3 separate regions of the Anas platyrhynchos genome follow, and regions 2 and 3 are each linked to region 1. The links are chromatin contacts, called in public Hi-C maps. All regions are on one chromosome and are shown on one strand. The core of a region is the stretch at or near the end of the contact, and the rest is flanking DNA. Distances in the headings are between cores, read along the strand shown.

The links. A called contact is a pair of places that touch in the nucleus more often than the background predicts.
Region 2: a Hi-C map of skeletal muscle shows a contact between it and region 1, with 2.8 times the contacts expected there. The contact joins the promoter of LOC101796889 here to the enhancer-like site in region 1. A contact is called at or near these places in 3 of 8 Hi-C or Micro-C datasets (liver, skeletal muscle and subcutaneous adipose tissue).
Region 3: a contact with region 1 is called in a Hi-C map of liver, with 7 times the contacts expected there. The contact joins two enhancer-like sites. A contact is called at or near these places in 7 of 8 Hi-C or Micro-C datasets (F1 follicle, F5 follicle, liver and 3 more).

Annotation. Positions count from the first base shown.
Region 1 is chr1:59,764,857-59,767,581 of IASCAAS_PekinDuck_T2T, reverse strand. It overlaps TRIM24 (tripartite motif containing 24), which reads left to right. Exons shown (of 19, transcript XM_072038792.1): 16 at 1,004-1,136; 17 at 2,548-2,622. Among named protein-coding and RNA genes, the nearest start is that of ATP6V0A4, 56 kb to the right of the region's middle. Within about 2 kb of position 1,316, at least 6 of the 8 cell types and tissues checked have an H3K27ac peak or open chromatin away from gene starts, as enhancers often do.
Region 2 is chr1:60,020,432-60,023,156 of IASCAAS_PekinDuck_T2T, reverse strand. It overlaps LOC101796889 (protein mono-ADP-ribosyltransferase PARP12), which reads left to right and starts at 1,326. Exons shown (of 9, transcript XM_027448295.3): 1 at 1,326-1,427.
Region 3 is chr1:59,910,978-59,913,702 of IASCAAS_PekinDuck_T2T, reverse strand. LOC101797243 (a long non-coding RNA gene) reads left to right here. Exons shown (of 4, transcript XR_011809703.1): 3 at 755-807; 4 at 2,069-2,725. Among named protein-coding and RNA genes, the nearest start is that of AKR1D1, 25 kb to the left of the region's middle. Within about 2 kb of position 1,407, at least 1 of the 8 cell types and tissues checked has an H3K27ac peak or open chromatin away from gene starts, as enhancers often do.

The sequences.
Region 1 (2,725 bases), core at 67-2,566:
CTTTGATGCTGGTCCAGGTACAGAGGTGAAAATATCAAATAAATCTGCTAAGCTAAGACAGGAGAAGGCAAAAATCTCTTTGAAGGAAAATGCCATTATTCATTTCTGTATACTAAAGCTAGCAGATGGTGGAAGGTTATTCTAAATAAGTACTAGTAAGACTTTTTTTTTAATATTGGAAGTCTTCTGCCTTACTATCAAAATGAACTGAAAGGTTCTGAAGAAGCTGTTTTCCATTTCCAAAACTCTTATAGGATCTCTGAGTAAGTGCTCTCAGTTAGGTCGCATAAATGGTTATTGCTGAGTTGTCTACTATGTAAAGTACAATTCGGCCCTCTTGTGGTGATCTGTAAGAGTGCAAGTTCTCCACAAGTTTATTCTAGAGAACTATATTAAAAGCATAGACTCTTCATAGTTCTTCTGAAAAGTAGAGATGCTCACGAATTGTATGAGAGAGTCAGTGAACGCAGTCACCTTCTGGAACTAGTTTTGTCTTGTTCATATGCTGCCAATTACATCTATTGTGTATTCTTAGACTGTAATTGATAAAATCAGAAATAGCTGAAAGTTTATTTAGGGATTGAAGAATATCCAGTTTTCCAAAAAAAATTTTGTCTAGGTTAATCTGGATACGTGGTAGATCAAGCTTGTAGAGAGAAAATATGGTTCTTGCTATATAACACTAACACTTCTTCTGTTTTGCCAACGTCATTTGTCTGTAAATGAATTCTTCAGTCCCTCAGTAGTTACAAAGTACAACTCTTAATAATGCTTTGGTTGAATTCTAGGAGGTCAAAGTTTTATGAACTTTTCAAAGTCTTGTGAACTTCCGTGAAACTTTTCAAAGGAGTGAAAAGTTTTTAGCAATAATAAAAGTAGACACCATTAGTCTTACGACAAACCATTCCCCTGTTGTTGAAAGCCTTTTATCAAGAGTGTGCTACTTTACCAAGAGTGAGGCTAACGTATCTGTCTGTCTTTTTTCTGTCTGTCTTGTCTTTAGTGGGGAGTGGATTTGTACGTTCTGTCGGGATTTGTCCAAGCCAGAAGTTGAATATGATTGTGATAAACCCGCTCACAGCCCTGAAAAAAGAAAACTGGAAGATACTGTGGGTTTGGCGCCAATAGACCGCAGGGTAAGGATGAGTCTTGCTGCTTTTTTGTACTATGACATGCATGCATTTAAAACAAACAAACAAAAATCAAACAAGTGATGGTAAAAAGGATAAATAACTTACTTAATAAGCTCTGAGGTCTTAGCAGCCTTCATGTAAACATACTGAACAGCACATTCTTAAAGTCTGAGAAGTGCCTGTGGTCTGACGCTCTGAACTGGGACTGCATTCTAGGAATTATTGAGTGCTGTTTGTAACAGTGACCTAATGCACAGTGACCTTGCCTTGAGCAATTTTTTCTTTGTGTTTTTTAGCATAGATTGACTTTATCAACTAATGATTTTTGTCTTTAAAGCACTTTATTACCATTCTTTTAAAAAAGCTATGTAGCATCTTTCCTAGTGAAGATGCACAGATTAACAAAAATATCTGGGAATAATTTATATCAGTTTGAAACTCCAAATACTCTGGTGGAAAAGTGTTGAAGACAAACAAAAACCAAACAAGTTACCATAATTTGGTTTTGCCTTAAACCTCAGAGTTAAACAAAAATAACTTGTGCCTTTGAACAGAAGGTTGAACTGCTTGCCGGAATGTTTTGGATTCTTGATTTTTTTTTCTTGTTTTTGATTTTTGTTGGTGTCTTTTTATTTTTTTTTATATCTCTTTGTTTCTTTATTAAAAACTTATTTTAAAACAATTCTGAGGTCTGTTGGAAACTTCAGCAGTGTTTTACTTGGTTCCTGTTGGCAACCTGTGTAAATATACTGAGATGAGTATTGTATTTGGGAGCTTAGTCTACAGGTAGGGCCGTTGTTTGCCTTTGCAGTCTGAAAGGAAAAAAATAGCTCTGTTCGTATTTTGCTTTAAATGTAAGTTACAAGTCTTGTAAATATTCCAGTGAAAGATCAGCAAGCATAAAGTCACAGAAAACTATTTTCTGAATCTCTTTCCAAGCTCAAGATCCAGTTTAATATACTTGGGTACACAAAGAATAGATTTTTCCTCACTGCTAACAAAAGGCACTCTAGGCTTTGCAGTTACAGAGCAGTTATGCCCAGATCAGGGCGGGGGAGGGCGGGGAAAAGTTGTCTCTGAATATTTATAAAAAGCTCAGAGCCACATGTGCTATTTTTATTCTGTGGAATGTTTGCTGGACTCAGCAAATACTGAATAACACCATTAGTAACTACGTCAGGCTTCATAGCATGCATTTGAGAATTAATAATAATAGGATGTAAATATTGCGAGAATGAATGCTGCAGACCATTAGTTATGACAGGCTTGCTTCCTAATACAGTTTCTGTGCTCACTTTTCTGCTTAGGGGCTGGGAGGAGTACTGAGCATTTGTTCGTTTTTTTCTGTAGTTCATTATTTTAGGACAAATTATGTAGTTTTTTTTTACTTGGGTATCTATTTTTCTTGATACAGAAATGTGAAAGATTGCTGCTATACCTCTACTGTCATGAAATGAGTCTTGCTTTTCAAGATCCAGTTCCTCCCACGGTATGTACTTCACTTCTTTCATTTCCATAATGGAAGTGGTTGTAATGGCATTGTTATGCTCGTTATCAGAAGTCAAGTTTCCTGCACATTGAGTGCGTTGAAC
Region 2 (2,725 bases), core at 77-2,576, 260 kb before region 1:
GATCCTCAAAATGCAGACACGTCTACTACTGCTGTTACATTGACAGCAGGAATCTGAGGTTCAACAGCTACATGGCAGTCACTGCAGTTAAAAGCAATAATAATAAAAAAAAGAAGTTAGAAGGTATCAGTTTACAGTGAGTTCAGGTGTCCAGGTTGTGGCAAGTTGTTTGTTTTAGAGAGGATGCTATACTGTTCCAAGCAGAGCTATGCAAACATTTTCTACCAAGCCAGAATGTTTTTCCTAGAGCTGGTACCTTGTGTCTACTGAAAAGCTTGGCTTCAGTTCAGAAGAGTATTTTACTAGAGAATTCACATATGCAAAAATGAACCTGCAGGATCTGATCTTATAAATCTAATCAGTCAGAGAAGCATAGAAGTTGCACAACTATGGAGATGAGAGACAGATACTATACGGGAGGTGAAAAGCCAGTCAGAAAAGGCTAGATGGGGAAGAATCAAGGTTCAACTTCATAATCACATTTCTGTTTCTTTTTTTATCCTGTGTGTATAAAATGCACTCAGGGTGCAGCCTTTCCAGAAACGAAAACAGAGCTTTATGTTTTGCCACCACTGATCTGGTCTGACTAGATCATCAGGAGATAAAACTGTTCTGGGCAATTCCACTGAATGTAACTCATGTAACTAAACTAAAATAGAATGGTTGCATCTGAGTAGGTTTACGTGGTTAGCATTACTTGAGCTATTATTAAGCTTTATGCTTCAGAGCTCTGCTGGGAAACCCTGTCAATCTTCTGAACTGGAAGGCCAGAGATCAGGTTGGAAAGCTCTTCACCCTCCTTTCATTTCTGCAGGGAAAAGCAGAGAGGAGCTTCGGAGTTCAAAGTAAAGGAATAAAGATTCTCAGGAGACTCCAGAGCTCTGTGTGGTTTAACTCTACCCTGCAGAGCTCTGTGCTTGCTTTGCACTGGCTTGGGTCACTGTGCAATGCTGCCCTCTGAAAACCCCTCTGAATGATGCAGAACCAGCACAGAGCACGTGCTGGGACTTGCACCCCCTTTCTGTGTTGAGATCAGTGTATGTTTTGCAAGGCAATGGTAGCATTGGGCTTCCAAAAACGATGTTCAGCAGAAGCTGCTCCTGACAGGAATCTCGAAAGGAGAAGATCTGGAGTATCGCTGGCTGTTTGAGGAACAGGAGGCATCGGTGCAAGGTAACCACTGGTACGTGACGACAGAAATCCAGCAAGAAAGTTAAGCTATGCTGGCTCATAGGAACGTTGATTTTTATTGATGCATCTGCCAAAACCATTAGCTCCGCCTGGCCGTTCTGCTCATGCCTGGCAGGGGTACATGCAAATGATGTAATAACCTGAAGGAAACGCTGTTCAGCTCCTCTTCCTGGGGGCTGGTGGCTAGTGGAAAAGCATTTGTGACGCCCCGCAGTGAGGCACGGAAGGAAAAGGAGGTACTGGACATACAGCTAGGAGTTCACGTGGGGCTCTAGCAGGCTGGTCATATTTCATTTCCGAAGGTCACGCTGAATGCAGGGGATCTTTCCAACGTGGAGCAAGGGTTCAGAGGCTGGTCCGGTGCACAGGCACGTGGTTGACACACCCAGGGGTGGTGGCTTAGCAGCCTGGTGGCAGGACCGTGAGTAGGGGTCTGAAGGGCTCTGACATCTTTTCTGGGGTGCATCTGAGGTGGGAGAGGGGAGGAAGTCGGTGATTTTACGGTTTGTGGGTTTTGCTTTTTGCTGGAAGGACACCTGCTTGTTATTAGTCAGGCCATACGCTGCGTTTGCCTTCCTCAATTCATCCACCATGAAGGAGGAGGAAGTGTGTAAAGTGGTGTGAGGTTGTCTTTAATGTACGCAAGCTGTTACTGGGGAGAAATGAAAGGAAAATTTACAGGGTATCTCTCCTGCGCAAGAACAGATAGTAACACCTCAGGTAAAGGTGAAGGACACGAGGTGTCTCGATAGTGACATATTTCTGTCTGCTTTATTAAGGGCTTCACCTCTGTTTCTTTCTAGTTGGGGTAAGATGTTGAGTGGAAACAAAACAATACAGAGCAGAAACACTAGAAAGTGAAAGTGAAAGCAGGGCTCAAGTTTATGGTTTCGGAAAGCAGAGGGTGTGACAGCAGAGCAGGAGCTCTGGGTCTGAGCAGGGATTAGCAATAGTGTGTGGAGTAAGGGGAGAGGGAATAGGGATGGGGGGAACAGGGGAGAAAAACTGCTGGAAACCTCATCTGACTTTTCTCAGTCACATCCCACTCATAGTATCCAAAAACTCCCCGTTTCCCTGTCATGGCAGCAACATACTGCTGTGCGGAGGGGAGAGAAAGTGTGGCCGCATTAAAAAAAAAAAAAAAAAAAAAAAAAGTTAATGGGAGCATTGGGTCTTATGAATCCCCTGCAATGGGATTTGAAAAAAAAGGAATCAGGAGATTGGGAGTGTTTTTCTAGGAACAGGCCTGGCTGGTGTTACCGTGTATAAAGAGCAACCACAGTCTGAAGACAGCAGTGGAACAAGCTAAGGCTACAAAGGAGAGCCGAGTCCTTCCTTCTCTTTGCCCTGGCAGTCCGTGGGGCTGCCAGGCCTTTTTTTTTGTGGACCCTTGCACTGCAACCAACTCCAGAAGTTTTCCTTTGTTTTCCCTGGGTTAGCCTGCTGTGAATACCCATGATCCCTGCCAAAGCACGAAGGGTGTCAGGGCCAGTTATATGAACAACCATTTCCATTTGCACACCGTGTTCATATT
Region 3 (2,725 bases), core at 158-2,657, 150 kb before region 1:
GGACTTAAAGGATCCTCCCTGCACATGAAATTTTGGAAACTCACTATAGCTTTGATAGAAAATGTTCCAGGGTCAAATTGTACTAAGTGGACAAGCCAGCAATCTTTCAATTTCAAGGAATGTATCCTACTTAAAAGCATGTCTCTGGCTGTAGTGAAGACAGACTGGATGACTTTGGTGTGCTCGAGGGCAGGACTGTCACCCAGACAGGCTCAGACAGGTGGGAGAAGTACGCCAATGGGGACCTTAAGAAATTCAACCAGGAGAGATGCTGAGTTCTGCACTTGGGCTGGATGAACCCTGGTGCTGATAGAGGCTGGGGAGCGGTTTGGCAGGAAGGGCCCTGAATGTATTGACTTGGGGGGCAGTAGTCCTCAGAGGTACTGGAGTGGGGACAAGAGGCAGAGCAGCCTGGTCTGAGCTTTGTTTGAGCAAGCGGTAGAACTAAAGAAATAGCAGGTTTTCATCCTCAGTCTGCCCCCATCTTGCCATGAGAAGCCACTGCCTCAGCTTTCCTGGTGCAATTGTTTCTCTCATTAGTTTTAAACCCTGTCCTGCCAAGTGATTTGGGTTCCAAACCAGAAGAGTCCTGGTATAGCTGTGTATAGTTCATTTCACTTTCATGCAGGCGTGAGCTCCTCTAAAGCCATATACTCCTCTGAGTAAAGGGAGCGAGTTACATGCTTTTTTATCCATCACAGACCCTAGAAATAACCGTCCCCTTACTGTGAATATATACATTTTTTCCTAACAGAGAAGCTGTCCTGAAAGACGAGCACAGAGAAGGCGAAGGATCTCTGCAGCCAGGTGAGATGTTCGGTGGGAGGCAGGTGCTGTTTCTTCGTCCAACAGCAGCAGGGTGGCACACCTCTGGGTCAGGCAGGTGGCAGTCTGTCCCTGCAGGGACAGCTGTCCGTCCCCAATGGGACAGCTGTCCCTGCCCACGGGCTGCAGCAGGAGCGCCGTGTGCGCAGTGAAGGGAGCCGCGGTGCCACTAGGTGTCCCTTGTCACCCGAGTGAAGTATGTCGCTCGTCCCCCTGGCTTCTTCTTCCTCTTTTCACTTAATTCTCCAAGGGAAGAGAGTCCCTTGTAGGAAGGTGTTTGTTCTGACGGGGCGTTTCTTCCAGGGGCAACCCAAATTTCCCCGCTGGTAGCGCTAGGAAATGCCGGGTAGCTCAGCTGGACAGTGTGGCGGTGGCTGACTTCTGCCAACCCCAACGCAGGCTTGGGCAGCATGAGGGGGTCCTGGCAGCCCCCCAGCAGAGCTGCTGGGATCAAGGGCACGTAGCTTTGGGGTTTTCTTGCACCCTCGTGGTGACTTGGATCTTTGGGGTGGGTTCCTATTGAAACTGACACCCACTGGGGACCCAGCCTTGCGGGGACAGCAGAAGGCACTTGCCAGGCTCCTCGGGGAGGTCCTCAGGGCCACCTCTCTCCTTGCTGGTGTGGCCGTAGCCCCAGAAGCTTTGTGCCTCCCTGCAGAGAGGGGAAGGGGCTGTGGGGAGAGGCAGCAGCCCCTGGGGGAGGTGGGCTGGTGTAGGTATATGGCACGGAGCAGGGAGAGTTTGGCAAGGCTCTTGGAGGCAGTGCCTAAGGGGGCACAGGGAAACCTCCCTAGCTTCTTGCTCCTTCCTGTCCTCCCCAAACCTCTCTTTACATTTCCCGGCCCTAGCAATAGGACTGTGCTGGTCTCTCCTGCAGTCCTGTAAGAGTTAATTCCTCCCTGTGCCGTAGATGTGTGGCCGTGTTTTCACTGGAGTGGAAGCTGCGCTTCCATATGTCCCTCGCTCCCACAGCTGACACCTCGGTGCGGGCATCTGCGCCGCTTGGCAAGCCCGTGCCCTTGCAAGGATTCAACTGAGCTTGTGTGGGGCAAGTCCTCCCTGCCCCTGTCCCCCCCAGTGCTCCGTGTACCTTGTGCTGCTGCTGCACACCTAGGGAGATGCACGTGTCCCCACACCGCTCTGAAAGCATCAGTGAGGGATTATCTGCCCGGATGGTGTTTAGTGCATTATCAGTATTTCTTGAATGTGGGTAAGAACTGATGGACTGTAATCTGTTTCTTAGGATGTGCTGCTGCGGTGTGCAATTGCACAAACCAAGCTGTTGTGTATTCAGAGTCGCATCTGCCTGCCCAAATGACCAAAATGAAGTATTTGCTGCTTTCTACTTTATTTAAACCTGCGGGAGCCAGTAATGCTCATCCTCCTCATGCACCAAGGTATCCACATGTGCTACTCGCCATCCTGGGACTTCTTCACCGAGCAATGTCTGAGCAAATCTCCTAAAACAGAACAACTGCTCGCAGATTATTATGATCATAATTTGGCTGACATAGCCTTTATTACTAATGGTGATGCTGGAGATGGAAAACCCAGCTTGATTCTCAGATCCCTGCTGGAAAGTAATAAAATAAAGAGGAACAAAATCCATGAGTGTATTTGCTACCAAACCTTTGAAAAACACAAAAATGGAACCCTGCCAATACTGTTGCTGGCAATTTTTCAGACCAGAGCCTCTCTCCAAGATAGCGTTAGAATTGGAAGTGCATTTTGTATCTATGGCATTAGTATCACATTGTGTACAAACGGGGAGTTTACAATTATTTGACATTTATTGGTTTGCATTGTAATTATTGTGTGCTGCTCTTATATCTTCAGTCTATTTTTAAGCACCTTCCAGTAACGTAATAATTAGAAAATAACCCCAGTTATTGTGAAAAAT